Linked DNA regions of Bombyx mori: region 2 is linked to region 1. A link is a contact called in public Hi-C data. All regions are on one chromosome and are shown on one strand. Each heading gives the region's core, a stretch centred on a gene start, on an enhancer-like site or on the middle of the called end of the contact. The rest is flanking DNA. Distances are from core to core; before and after follow the strand shown. Region 1 overlaps LOC101741547 (solute carrier organic anion transporter family member 74D). Region 2 overlaps LOC101741547 (solute carrier organic anion transporter family member 74D).

Region 1 (6,250 bases), core at 1,920-4,419:
CGTTATTATTCAACATAAAAAATATATTTCGAATCGTAATAAGAATTTGGATTAAATTTATAATTAATGGATGAACATTTAGAAAAAGAAATATCCTAACTGTCGTCCGTTCCATTAATAAATTAGATAGTAAAATTAAAATACTGTAAACGCGCGCCTTCAATATTTGTCCGGCGGAGGTGTGGTCGTGTGTAATAAATAAACTCTGCTTGCAAATGAATCGCATTAAATTGTAATTAAATGAATTTACATAGGAGTCGAGTTGTTTGTTGACGCGTCGCTCGATCACGTGTTGCGTTCGACAAGTGGATGCGCGTCGAATGCCAAAGGATCGTTGACATCGCCAATACTTCATACGTTAATTTATTGTGACCGGTTCAATGACCCGCAATTAGCCCCCGTGCCCTAGCCCTATTGAGATAAACGACCGCGGTCCGTTCTCTAAGGCGAACCCTCGCGTTTTACATAGCAACAATCTTTCCATCTGCGATTGTTTTAATACTAATTAGAATTGTTCAGTAGATCTTGAAGAATCACTGTTACTCAGTAGAGCGTTCAAGTGTGAAAGTATTTTTTTTAAGATGTGTGTTGCAATCGATTCTGATAATTTTAATGTAATAAGATTAAATGTCTCGTGAGAAATAGCATGCTTAGTTGTTGTTCATTGTGCTTGGACATTTTCATATTTTGTTTCGATTGTATAGGTTTATGTCTAGATGAATGCTCATAAATTTGCGTTAAATTATAAAGTAACCTGACAATTAAATAGAGATGTTGTATTTATATATTTTTTTATTGTTGTCATCAGCTATCACGATTGGCATCAGGGTGATCGGACCGGCGCTGGGATTCATGCTCGGTGCGTTTTGCACGAGGGTCTACGTCAATCCTCTAGTCGATCCAGGATTCGATTCCAGCGACCCAAAATGGGTCGGCGCATGGTGGCTCGGTAAGTCTAATTATTTTTATAAACATTTATCTATTTCAGCACTTAGTACTTAACGGTAGGCAGCGACTTGGCTCTGCTCCTGGTATTGCTGAAGCCCATGGGCGACGGTAAGCACTCACCATTAGGTGGGCCATACGTTCGTCTGCCTACTAGATTCACGATTGATATTTTAAACCGCAGTTCAGATAACAAAGGCTGTATGTCGAGTGATTTAGTCGTTTTGCTCAATGACCCACCAGTGACAACTCACGTAGCTTCAATTAATTCTGTAATTCAGTGTGCTTAGTGCGAGTTTCTTAACGTTCTCGATAGCGTAAAAGTTAACTCATATTTGTATGGAATGGGATCGTTTGCGTACGTTTGCCGGTAGGGGCGCTGTTCCAACTGCATACAAAATTGGCTTAACTTTTACGCTAACGAGAACGTTAAAAAACTCACACCAAGCACACTGCATGTCTTCTAGTATGGTAACCGGTTAATTTACGCCTTCCAGGCTCTTAGTGACTTTTCAAATTCGCAAAGCACTTGTCGTAGAGACCGGCCGGCCGCTTCGACAGTTTCGCGCATGACAACTTGCGTCCTTTTACCTGCAATTACGACTCATTAGGCCGAGGCTCCGTGCAAGCGTGCGGTTACCGTCCAACACGCATAATATCCATTTCTAATTAACTTGTCAGCCAATAGCGTACGACTGCACTACCATCACATAATACACGCTGTTTCGTTTCACGCTAACTCATTAATTGTTCGTTTGTAGAATATTTTAAGCGTTCGTTTTGATTTAATTACATGAATTTTGTTGCTAGGCAGATAAAATGCCTATTTGTGCCATGAAGCAGTAATGCGTTTCGGTTTGAAGGGTGGGGCAGCCGTTGTAACTATACTTGAGACCTTAGAACCTGTATCTCAAGGTGGGTGGCGTATTTACGTTCTAGATGTCTATGGGCTCCTGTAACCACTTAACACCAGGTGGGCTGTGAGCTCGTCCAACCATCTAAGCAATAAAAAAAAAATATTATTAGAGTGAACCAAGCGACAAGATAGTCGTTCAAATGGTTCGATTGGTTGTGTTTAAGAAAAACTTCATGACACGCTGAAATTTTGAATGTAAACAATTGTAAAGTGTTGCATTGTCGTCGAGTGTCGCTTTGGAAATTGTGGCATTCCTTCGCGCCGCCACCATCTACCGTTATCGAAGCGTTTAAACAGATTTGCGCGCAAAACCCACGAAGAAAGCACGCGCGTGACCAAATTGCCAACGCAACTTCGCTTGCGCACCGAGCGCTCGCTTACATTTTGCAAATCACCATTGAGGCCCGTCCCCTTATTTACATTGTTACAAGGTTCAAATTTGATAGGTGACAGTTTGGGCGTTTGTATCTTAAATCTGTAGAAATTTGCCGCGACCGTGTCCCGACTGTCAATTACGTGAATTCGCAAATACGCGTAGAACGGTTTCCGCGTATTTCCTTATTGTCCCACTCCCGTCCGCTCATGAATGAAGTTCTGAATTTTAATATGACAGTTTCGTACAATGTACAAAACTATAGTAATATAAAATTGTTGCATTATGCATACCTCTGATACATAATTAATAGTCAAATGATGATTTACATTCGAATGAATGGGATTTACATTAAAATTATGCTCTAAAAGCGCACGTCGGGTTTCCAATAATAATCAGTGAATAATTAATTTATAAAAAGATATATAAATACGGATGAAACTGCATAGAACGGTGGCCCGACCAATTAATTTGTAGATAATCTTGTTGTAGCTTGTTAATCTTAGCCATGATACTGCGATGTCGTTTACCTATGGCATTTCACACCGCTTTTGTATTGAATAAAAATAAATTTTCTCAACGGGTAATGAACATACAAATCGCATGTTGCAACACGATAATCGATACTCATTACAAGCTTCCCTCATTCGGCATTAATCAAGTTCTGAATTCAATGTAATCGTTTCTCGGAAAGGGGTGTTCGGGGCGATCTTGTATTTATTTCACCATGATGAATTGCGCACACTGTACGACAGTTGTTACGCGTGCATCGTTCATTTATTTGGATACGTTGATGAGTTCACGCGCGTCGGAGTGGCGATGTATCCGCAGCGGGCATTACTGATCGTATTTTTCGCATTCCCGAGATGCTTTCGCTTTTTCTCGGGTGGGATAGTGCGGCGTCACGCAGCGTCGCAGCGCACGCCGCCAGTTACATAACGAGTGTTACATCACGCCGCGTCACGATCGCTAAAATAAGCACTATGCGTGCCCGGTCACGGCCAAGGCTGAGCGCGCCTTGTTGCCGACAATTATGCCTTCGACGATGCCCGTAATGAGGATTTAGTGGGTGGACACGCGACCGCGCCGCCGCCGCGCTCACTTTTACTTTTAAACCGGTTACGAGTTGACCTTCGTCTTTCTATCTCGTCTATATTTTTCTAGTATCGGATACTTTGATACACCACCCGATTCTCCGCTTTCTCAATTGAGCGAACGTAAAAATAACGTGGACGTATCTACGGTGGATACGTACAGTGTCTAGCGAACGCCCTTGACTGATCGTCGACCGGCCGGCCTTGTGAACGCGCAAATGTTTTCTGTTTGCATCTATCGCTTGTAATTGTGTTTTCAAACTTGGAAATATTTGGAATAGCTCCTCACGCGAACGGGAAATCCTTGTGCTCCAATTTAACGATCGGTTACCGGTTCGTATATATATATATATATAATAAATTCACAGCGAGACTCAAGGTATTTCTAATCTAGTTACGAATTCGAATTGATTAACGTTTCATCTGATCGTACCGCTAGAGGTACGATAATTCTGCTAATTAGAATATTCCATAGCTCTGATACGTTGTGTACACAGCGAATGACTGGTCCATATAAGTTAGCCACGAATTCTGTTTGTTCGTTAGCGATTTTTTATTCGGCACATTGTTGCTTGATGATATCCTTTGCATGTTTTATTTGCAAGAATAATAAATCTGTTTATGGTATTCATTAGGGTACAAAACGTACGAGTCGAGATTAAATTAAATATTTGCATTATGTTTTACCATGACTCTCATAACAAACTTCTATAATGTAATAAATATTAAGGAATGTACACATGTAATCGGTAATCGGTTACCTAGGAGGCCTTACCTTTGTAATTGGCGTAGGTGAGCATGTTAAGTGGTTACGGAAGCCCATGTACATACTATGGTCGATCTTGCGTGATTCATTATCATCATCATCATAGCCCACAATCATCCAGTTCTGGACATAGGCCTCTCCCAATCCACACCACTGAGCCCGGTCTTCGACTCTCCTCATCCACCTTTTACGTGATTAGGTGTCGATAGGAGAAAAAGCAATCCAGCCTTGGCAGATCGGGCAATGTGTTTACTGCGTGGCTGATAGCGAACCGACAAGACTTCTAACCAATCGTACTTTAGATATTAATTTGAGGAGGAAAAAAAAAATTAGAAATAAATTAAGGGGACGTTATCCTTTTCGAAAAAAGTTGACCCTCTCTGAGTTTTCTAGTTTGAGGTTTTAAGTTTTAAGTATCAAAATTGTTTTGTTCCTCCATATTTTTGTGAAAATTATTATGAATATATAGAAAGACTTACTTTTTGAGAAATAACGCGAAGAATGTTAATTTTAAGCAGGCGGTCGCTCGTAATACTCACGCCAAATGCATCATGACAAGGGTATGCGCCACGCTGACTCCTCATAATGTGGGTTAAGGGCATGCAGAAGAAGAACATTGCATGGACTAAGAGTCTCACATGGTGTTAACTGGTTACCGTAACCTATAGACATCGTAACGTGAATATTGCTAGCCACCCTGAGTCACGAGTTCTGAGTTGAATCGTATAGTATAACAGCTGCCCACCCCTCAAAACCGTATACATGATAGCTTCGCAGCTGAAACAGCCCGGATATACCCGTGTGGGCTAACAATGCGTCTCACCACCAGTAATTGTGCGGACTAAGTTTTTATTACGCGGTCTTTCATGAGTCCAATGTGGTTGCGATTCGTTCGAAACATACTATAAATACGGTAAAAAAAATTGACCAGCGGGTTTGGACATCGGCACAGTTGTCTTATACGAGAACGCCGCGCGTCTTAGCCTTTAGGTCCAAATGACGTCACTGATTTTAGTGAAAATCGGTTAAAGCTGTACATTAGAAAGAAAAATCGCCAATCAAATTCTCTTCCACATTTGAATGACTTGACCAGGCTTACGAGTTTAATTGTTTATACCACAATATATTTGGCACAATCCGCCTTAAAGGTTCTATTTACAAATAAGATAACGTTGAGTATATTTTTGCTGCAGGAATGGTGTTCATCGCCGGTTTCATCGTGATGCTATCGTGTCTGATGTTCTTCTTTCCGCGTCAGATCAAACCCGAACCGATCCAATTGCAGATGAAGAAGACCAAAGAGAAGCGAGAGCCGTTTGTCAAAGGTAAACAACTTGTCAACTTCAACAGATTCATTCGGCTAGTAATTTAAAACCTACCTTCTTTTGTAAGGATAATTTAGATGATTGCTAGAAAATTCTAAACTTACTTTTCATTGTGTTCTATTGTATTAGTTTGATCACTCTTTAAGAGCGTTATCGAGATTTTTGCTTAACATATTTTATAGGATACCTCATACAGTATCAAACATGGGATGCAGTTGAGATTTCGACCTCATGTTTCAAAGTCGGTCATGGTATTCACATTTCGATGAATTTCTGTAACCGTCAAAAAAAATAAAAAAAAATAAAAATCGATTTTCATTAGACAACCCTATTGATATTGGACAGCCCTACGTGTATATCTCCTGGAAACGATATAAGCGCGTTTTAACACGCGAGGCCACGTGATTTCTTTTAAAGAAATGAATTGATTTAGATGTCTGATGTCTAGATGCTTGTGAGTCATATGTTGTTTATAACTGTTTATTGAACGAATATCATAGCGTTTGATACAAAAAAATAACAGTTATATTGTAGAGACTTCTGACGGGAGAGAAACTAAGGCCCGTGTGGCGTTAAGTGGTAGGTAATACTAATAATACTTGAATACCAATGCGTGATTGTTAAGGTCCAGCGACTTTGTAATTGTTGCGTTTTTACCTCAGTATTCTTAAATACTTTTTTTTTTATTGCATATATGGATGGACGAGCTCACAGCCCACCTGATGTTAAGTGGTTACTGGAGCCCATAGACATTTACAACGTAAATGCGCCAGCCACCTTGAGATATAAGTTCTAAGGTCTCAGTATAGTTACAACGGCTGCCCCACCCTT
Region 2 (6,250 bases), core at 2,033-4,532, 47 kb before region 1:
TTCGTCCATAGATAACAGATGGCTTTGTCAACATTTATTTTTGCGCGTTTTGTTTTTTCCTATTAGGTGTAAAAGTAAATTCAGACCTCGTTGTCTCCATACTTACTATAGTAAGCTCAGGCCACTTTTGCGCTGACGGTCTCATATGTATGTACATATTATATCCGATTAAGTAAAGTCGAACGGTAGTGTGAGCCTCTCAAACCAGCGGTCCCGTGATTGGGAACTGCCGAACCGCCTTGCCGCGGCACGCATCCAACAGTGAAACTTCAATACTAATTTATGTTTTATTAGTATCTCGATAGGCATTATTGTGTCACGGACGAAACAATAATAATATAATAGACATAGCAGTTCCTAACACCAATAATATACAGAAATCAATAGCTGAAAAAGTAAATAAATATACAGAATTAAAGGAAGAAATTTTAAGAATCTGGAAAATGAACAAAGTCCGTCCGAAATCGTACCACTGGTGCTATCCAGTACAGGCGTTATACCTAAACACCTACTCCAATCTTTAAAAATATTAGACATAGCCGAGAACACGTACATGACCATGCAAAAAGCCGCAATATTAAACACATGCCGCATAGTCCGTCAATTCTTGCAGGAAGACATAAATATTCTGCAAGTAGAAAATGAAGCTCACTTGGCATAGGCCCGTGATCTTCATTATACCGAAATATCTTAAGTATTTCGAGAAACACAATACAAAAATAATAATAATACTTTTTTTTTTCAGAATTAAATTCCATATGTAGTGTTAGTAATACAAAATCTTTCTTTAAAAAAAGCAGTTCATTTTATTATAGAAGTCGTCGTGGCCTAAAGGATAAGACGTCCGGTGCATTCGTATGTAGCGATGCACCGGTGTTCGAATCCCGCAGGCGGGTACCAATTTTTCTAATGAAATACGTACTCAACAAATGTTCACAATTGACTTCCACGGTGAAGGAATAACATCGTGTAATAAAAACCAAACCCGCAAAATTATAATTTGCGTAATCACTGGTGGTAGGACCTCTTGTGAGTCCGCACGGGTAGGTACCACCACCCCGCCTATTTCCGCCGTGAAGCAGTAATGCGTTTCGGTTCGAAGGGTGGGGTAGCCGTTGTAACTATACTGAGACCTTAGAACTTATATCTCGAGGTGGGTGGCGCATTTACGTTGTGGATGTCTATGGGCTCCAGTAACCACTTAACACCAGGAGGGCTGTGAGCTCGTCCATCCATCTAAGCAATAAAAAAAAAAAAAAAAATTTTGCATTGACCATGGCTGGTCTTGAGCCAACATGGACTTCATTCCAGTGCCTCAGTATAGGGCAGCAATAGCGACTCCCTATCGCGGCCAGGAGGCTGTTCGGGCTGACCCGGAGCCGGCACCACGCGGAGGCCACGCGCTTACGAATGATCGCGTAAAAGCCATCTATGTGAGCCTCCGCAAACATCGTCGACGCGCTACAGTACCGAGACAGCCCCATCAGTGCCTTGAAGCCCTTGTTGTATTGGACGCGCAGGGCTCCAAACGTCTTTTGAGTGTACTCAGTCCACAGACTGCAGGTGTAAAAGGACTGACAATATGCCCTAAATAGTGTGTGCTTGACTTCATCCTTACACCGTGCGAATCTGCGGGCGAGCATGTTAGCTCTCACAGCCAAAGCCCTAAGCTCCCTCTTAATGTCCAATTCATCAAACATGCTAACAATGAATGGTTTTTATATTATTTTTTTTTATTGCTTAGATGGGTGGACGAGCTCACAGCCCACCTGGTGTTAAGTGGTTACTGGAGCCCATAGACATATAAAACGTAAATGCGCCACCCACCTTGAGATATAAGTTCTAAGGTCTCAGTAAAATTACAACGGCTGCCCCGCCCTTCAAACCGAAACGCATTACTGCTTCACGGCAGAAATAGGCAGGGTGGTGGTACCTACCCGTGCGGACTCACAAGAGGTCCCAACAAAGGAAAAAAATAATGTCGCCGAATTAAAGCGTTTACTTACAACAGTGATAAGGTTAAAAAACCTCTAAAAATAGATTTGTGTTTTATGTTCGGTGTCCGTTGGTCCTTTTTACAACAAAGATCTGAAAAAAATAATAACAAAGGGTTTTGTTTTGACGGGATTTAATAGTTCACGAACGATCTTGTTTCAGTAAACACAGCCTTCGTGTGTGGTTAGAGAACCCCGAGTATACTCAGCTGAATTTGTTCTTTGAAAAATGTATTTTTTTTTCTTCTGACGACAAATAAATGGAGAACTATTAATAACAAAACAATTTTTTATTTTCTGCAACGGTTTCTTTAGACGCGAAAAGGTTTCTGAACTGCTACAGAAGGTCTGTGTTCGAAGGGTGACTGTTGAGTGACTTGTTTATTTGAGGAATACATTAGGACGGATGAAGGTTTTTATTTTTATAATAATGAATGCGTTTGAATAAGCATTATGATATTTGTAAAACAAGTGAGTTTCCTATTGACTTTTTCAAATGAGTTCAATAAAATTTTATAACTAATGTGGAAATAATTCGCTAGTTTCAATTATGATAACGGCTTTTCTCGGATAAAATTATTATCATAATTCCTCTGTTTCTTATTTTAGTGTAATACCGAAAACGATTTTGCCTTAGAAATAACCTTTTTGTGGTTGATAACCTCATTATCTGTCGGTCCATTAGACTCGCCTCTATGTATTATTTAGGTTCGCGTGTAATTTTACTGTCAGCAAATGAACAGGACTGCTCGATAAGCTAAAATAGTGCTCTGAGGAATTGTTCGAGATGATACCGGCATCTCGTTTTTACCATCGCACCGCCCGCCACCGGAGTAGAGTTCATCCATACTACCTGGAGCCACTGCGGTCATCCACAGTGCGTTTCCAGAGGTCTTTTTTGCCACGTACCATCCGGCTATGGAATGAGCTCACCTCCACGGTGTTTCCCGAGCGCTATGACATGTCCTTCTTCAAACGAGGCTTGTGGAGAGTATTAAGCGGTAGACAGCGGCTTGGCTCTGCCCCTGGCATTGCTGAAGTCCATGGGCGACGGTAACCACTCACCATCAGGTGGGCCGTATGCTCGTTTGCCTACAAGGGTAATAAAAAAAAAAAAAATAGGAATTATTAATCAGTATTTAGTGCATTTGATCATATTTTTACGAGGGGGTGACTGAAGATAGCCGTTTCTGGGTTAGGAAATTCGGAACGCATTCTCACTCGGTAAGATCGGTACAGAGGAGCTGTGACGTAAGTGAGCGGTGACTATTCGACCAGGCTTTTCGGCGTGGCCCCCACCAGTACGTTTTGTTTACAAGAGCGACGCCTCCATGCCGGCACTCCGTGGTCGGCCAGCACGCGAAACGCGACGCCATTCGGTAACAAATTACCGCCAATAATCATCGGAATAACGATTGATAAGTGATACCCCCGGAGCGTTGAGGCCCCTCGGACAGACTACCGGTTCTAAACGAAATAAAAACTGGAGCCATTATAAACCGCGTCGTATCGTTACACATTAGATCATATCCGCGAATTTCAACGTGCGTCCAGTGTTTGCAGAGGATCGTCATATCGTCGCCGAAAATCTTCGTAAGTCACAAGTTGATACTTTTGATCGTTCGCGTTTCGAACTAGACCATTTAGATATATTACGCAAGCAGTTATGAAATACATGCAAATGTTCAGTTTCAAAATTCGTATCGTAAAATATCGTTTAGATGCTCTAACATTTACATATTGTTTTTTTTTTTTTTTCGATGATATAGAAACTCGTAAATATGTTTAATTTTTTTTTTGTAGGTTCTCGTTTTTAAACATCGGCACTCTGTATGTTTGTATGCGCATGAAGGTCGTAATTTTGTGTCACTTACGTTCCTTTTCGAAATAAATAAAAAAACCGGTTGGGATCTTTTTTAAGCTGGTGCAATAAAATTAACATATCAGTGCTGGAGATCGGTGCGTGTGTTTTGTCGCGTACAGGCACGACATAGGTCTGGGGTTATTCGCGGAGAGAATACCCGTTTCAAGTCAGATTTCATTAATGAAAGTTACATTAGTTGTGTTTTATTAGCATCCTTTTGGTTTTAAACTTTGTCGTGTAGCGTAAAATGATAAAAAAAGATGTGTGGTGTCGTGGGACACCGGATGGGAACGAAGTACCTTATTATAAAAATATTAATTTTAAGTTCTATTCGAGGTATAAAGAAACTAATTATTTAATAAAAATAAAACTACTTTACAAAATTATCAACTTTATTTTATTCAAAATGATTTATAAAAAATATATAATAATATACAACAAAGAAACAGCTATTTATATCAATAATAATAATAACCGTCATCACTTAGACTATACATTATATACTGTATAGCTATCATACTAAGACTATACATAAATAATAAAAATATTACGTTACGGACGTTTTTTCCCGGTTAGTGTACCCGACCGCATCGTCCCATAAGGTACTTCGTTCCAAAAATTCCCAATAAATAAACAGACATATACATATGTATGTAATTCACGTTGCCAATGCAAACAGTGATATCTCCCTTTATCCAAACGTTACGAAATATTATTGGAATGAATATATTTACCGCGTTTCGATAACACGATCCTGTTTTTCAATATAAAAATGTTACCGAAAATAATAAGTTCTTTATGAAATGTTAAAAAAACAAATGCTTGCTCTTTACTTGTAGTAGGACCTCTTTTGAGTCCGCATGGGTAGGTACCACCACCCCGCCAATTTCTGCCGTGAAGCAGTAATGCGTTTCTGTTGGAATGGTGGGACAGCCGTTGTAACTATACTGAGACCTTAGGACTTATGTCTCAAAGTGGGTGGCGCATTTACGTTGTAGATGTCTATGGGCTCCAGTAACCACTTAACATCAGGTAGGCTGTGAGCTCGTCCACACGTCCAAGCAATAAATAAAAATTGTACGTTTGCGTTACGCTTCAAAAGGAGCCTCATAATTTTTATGCTCCATGAATCATTGAGTTGAGAATCCCGGTCTGGTATATACGGGTTTTTTTATCAGTCTTAAAAATGTACAAAGCGTTTAATGTTTTGGTTAATTAAACACACGGAATGTCTCGAGAGATTACTTAAACCAAATTAGGACGACGTCGTTTTGTGGCCTTAAACATTTTCATGTACCTAATGGATGGTTCAATTTGTAGACTCGTCATGAACTTCCCAAAAACAATTTTAACGAACTCAACCGAGATTTACTTTGTAATTTGTTGTTTTCGTTAACGTTTCACCTTCGTATAAAATTAACGAAATCAGGACAGAATGATTTCATTTGTGCTAATAAATTGTGGTCGGTCACAAATTATCATTACATAGTATAAAACAAAGTCGCTTTCTCTGTCCCTATATCTGTCTGTCCCTATGTATGCTTAAATCTTTAAAACTACGCAACGGATTTTGATGCGGTTTTTTTTAATAGATAGAGTGATTGAAGAAGAAGGTTTATATGTATAATAACATCCATTAAATAGTGGAGAAATCAATAATAAATTACAGTTTTCGAAGCGTATTTTATAACTTCAAAACTTTCGTAGAAGATTTCCTATTTTCTTAATTTATAATAAACTAGCTGACACGGCAGACTTCGTAGTGCCTCAATCGATAAATAAAAGACCTAAACTTTTGTATAAAATAAGCTTAAAACAAACAAAAGGAATCCGTCCGACGGGGGACACATCAAAGGAAAAACAAAATTGTTATTTTTATTTAATTCTGAGCATTTTCATATTTATCTACCTTTTAAACCTTCTCTGGACTTCCACAAATAATTCAAAACCAAAATTAGCCAAAATCGATCCAGCCGTTCTAGAGTTGTAGCGAGACTAACAAACAGCAATTCATTTTTATTTTTATAATAATATATAATATAAGATTTATAAAAAAAGAGAAGGTATTAAATGTGTTTTCTCTACAGTAGCTTTCGATTGTGAATGAAAGTACAAAAGAATCAATTTGACTACATTCGTTTTCAATAATTTACACTCCCTTATCCTTGCGACCTCTAGACATTCGACCTCTTCCTTCAATAGGGACTTGTGCTCATATCATACACTTACTAGTAAACATGTTTTTAAACTTGATAAGTACATTTTCTCTTGTTTAGTGTTTTCTTAGTTATAACGGATTAAACTCGAAATCAAAAGACAGTTTTTAATCTATGCTTATTTTGTGCGTTTTGAATCTGAACTTTAGAGTACTAAAAATCTGCTTTAGTCATTT

Evidence for each region. Hi-C and Micro-C count contacts between places; a contact is called where the count stands out from the background.
Region 2: a contact with region 1 is called in a Hi-C map of midgut, with 2.0 times the contacts expected there. The contact joins two enhancer-like sites. A contact is called at or near these places in 4 of 7 Hi-C or Micro-C datasets (midgut, posterior silk gland and whole pupa).

The regions. Positions count from the first base shown.
Region 1 is chr5:2,788,195-2,794,444 of ASM3026992v2, reverse strand. LOC101741547 (solute carrier organic anion transporter family member 74D) reads left to right here. Exons shown (of 11, transcript XM_012695706.4): 3 at 809-949; 4 at 5,288-5,419. Among protein-coding and RNA genes, the nearest start is that of Mir3367, 18 kb to the left of the region's middle. Within about 2 kb of position 3,169, at least 8 of the 8 cell types and tissues checked have open chromatin away from gene starts, as enhancers often do.
Region 2 is chr5:2,835,108-2,841,357 of ASM3026992v2, reverse strand. All of the region lies in intron 1 of LOC101741547 (solute carrier organic anion transporter family member 74D), which reads left to right. Among protein-coding and RNA genes, the nearest start is that of LOC101741547, 20 kb to the left of the region's middle. Within about 2 kb of position 3,282, at least 6 of the 8 cell types and tissues checked have open chromatin away from gene starts, as enhancers often do.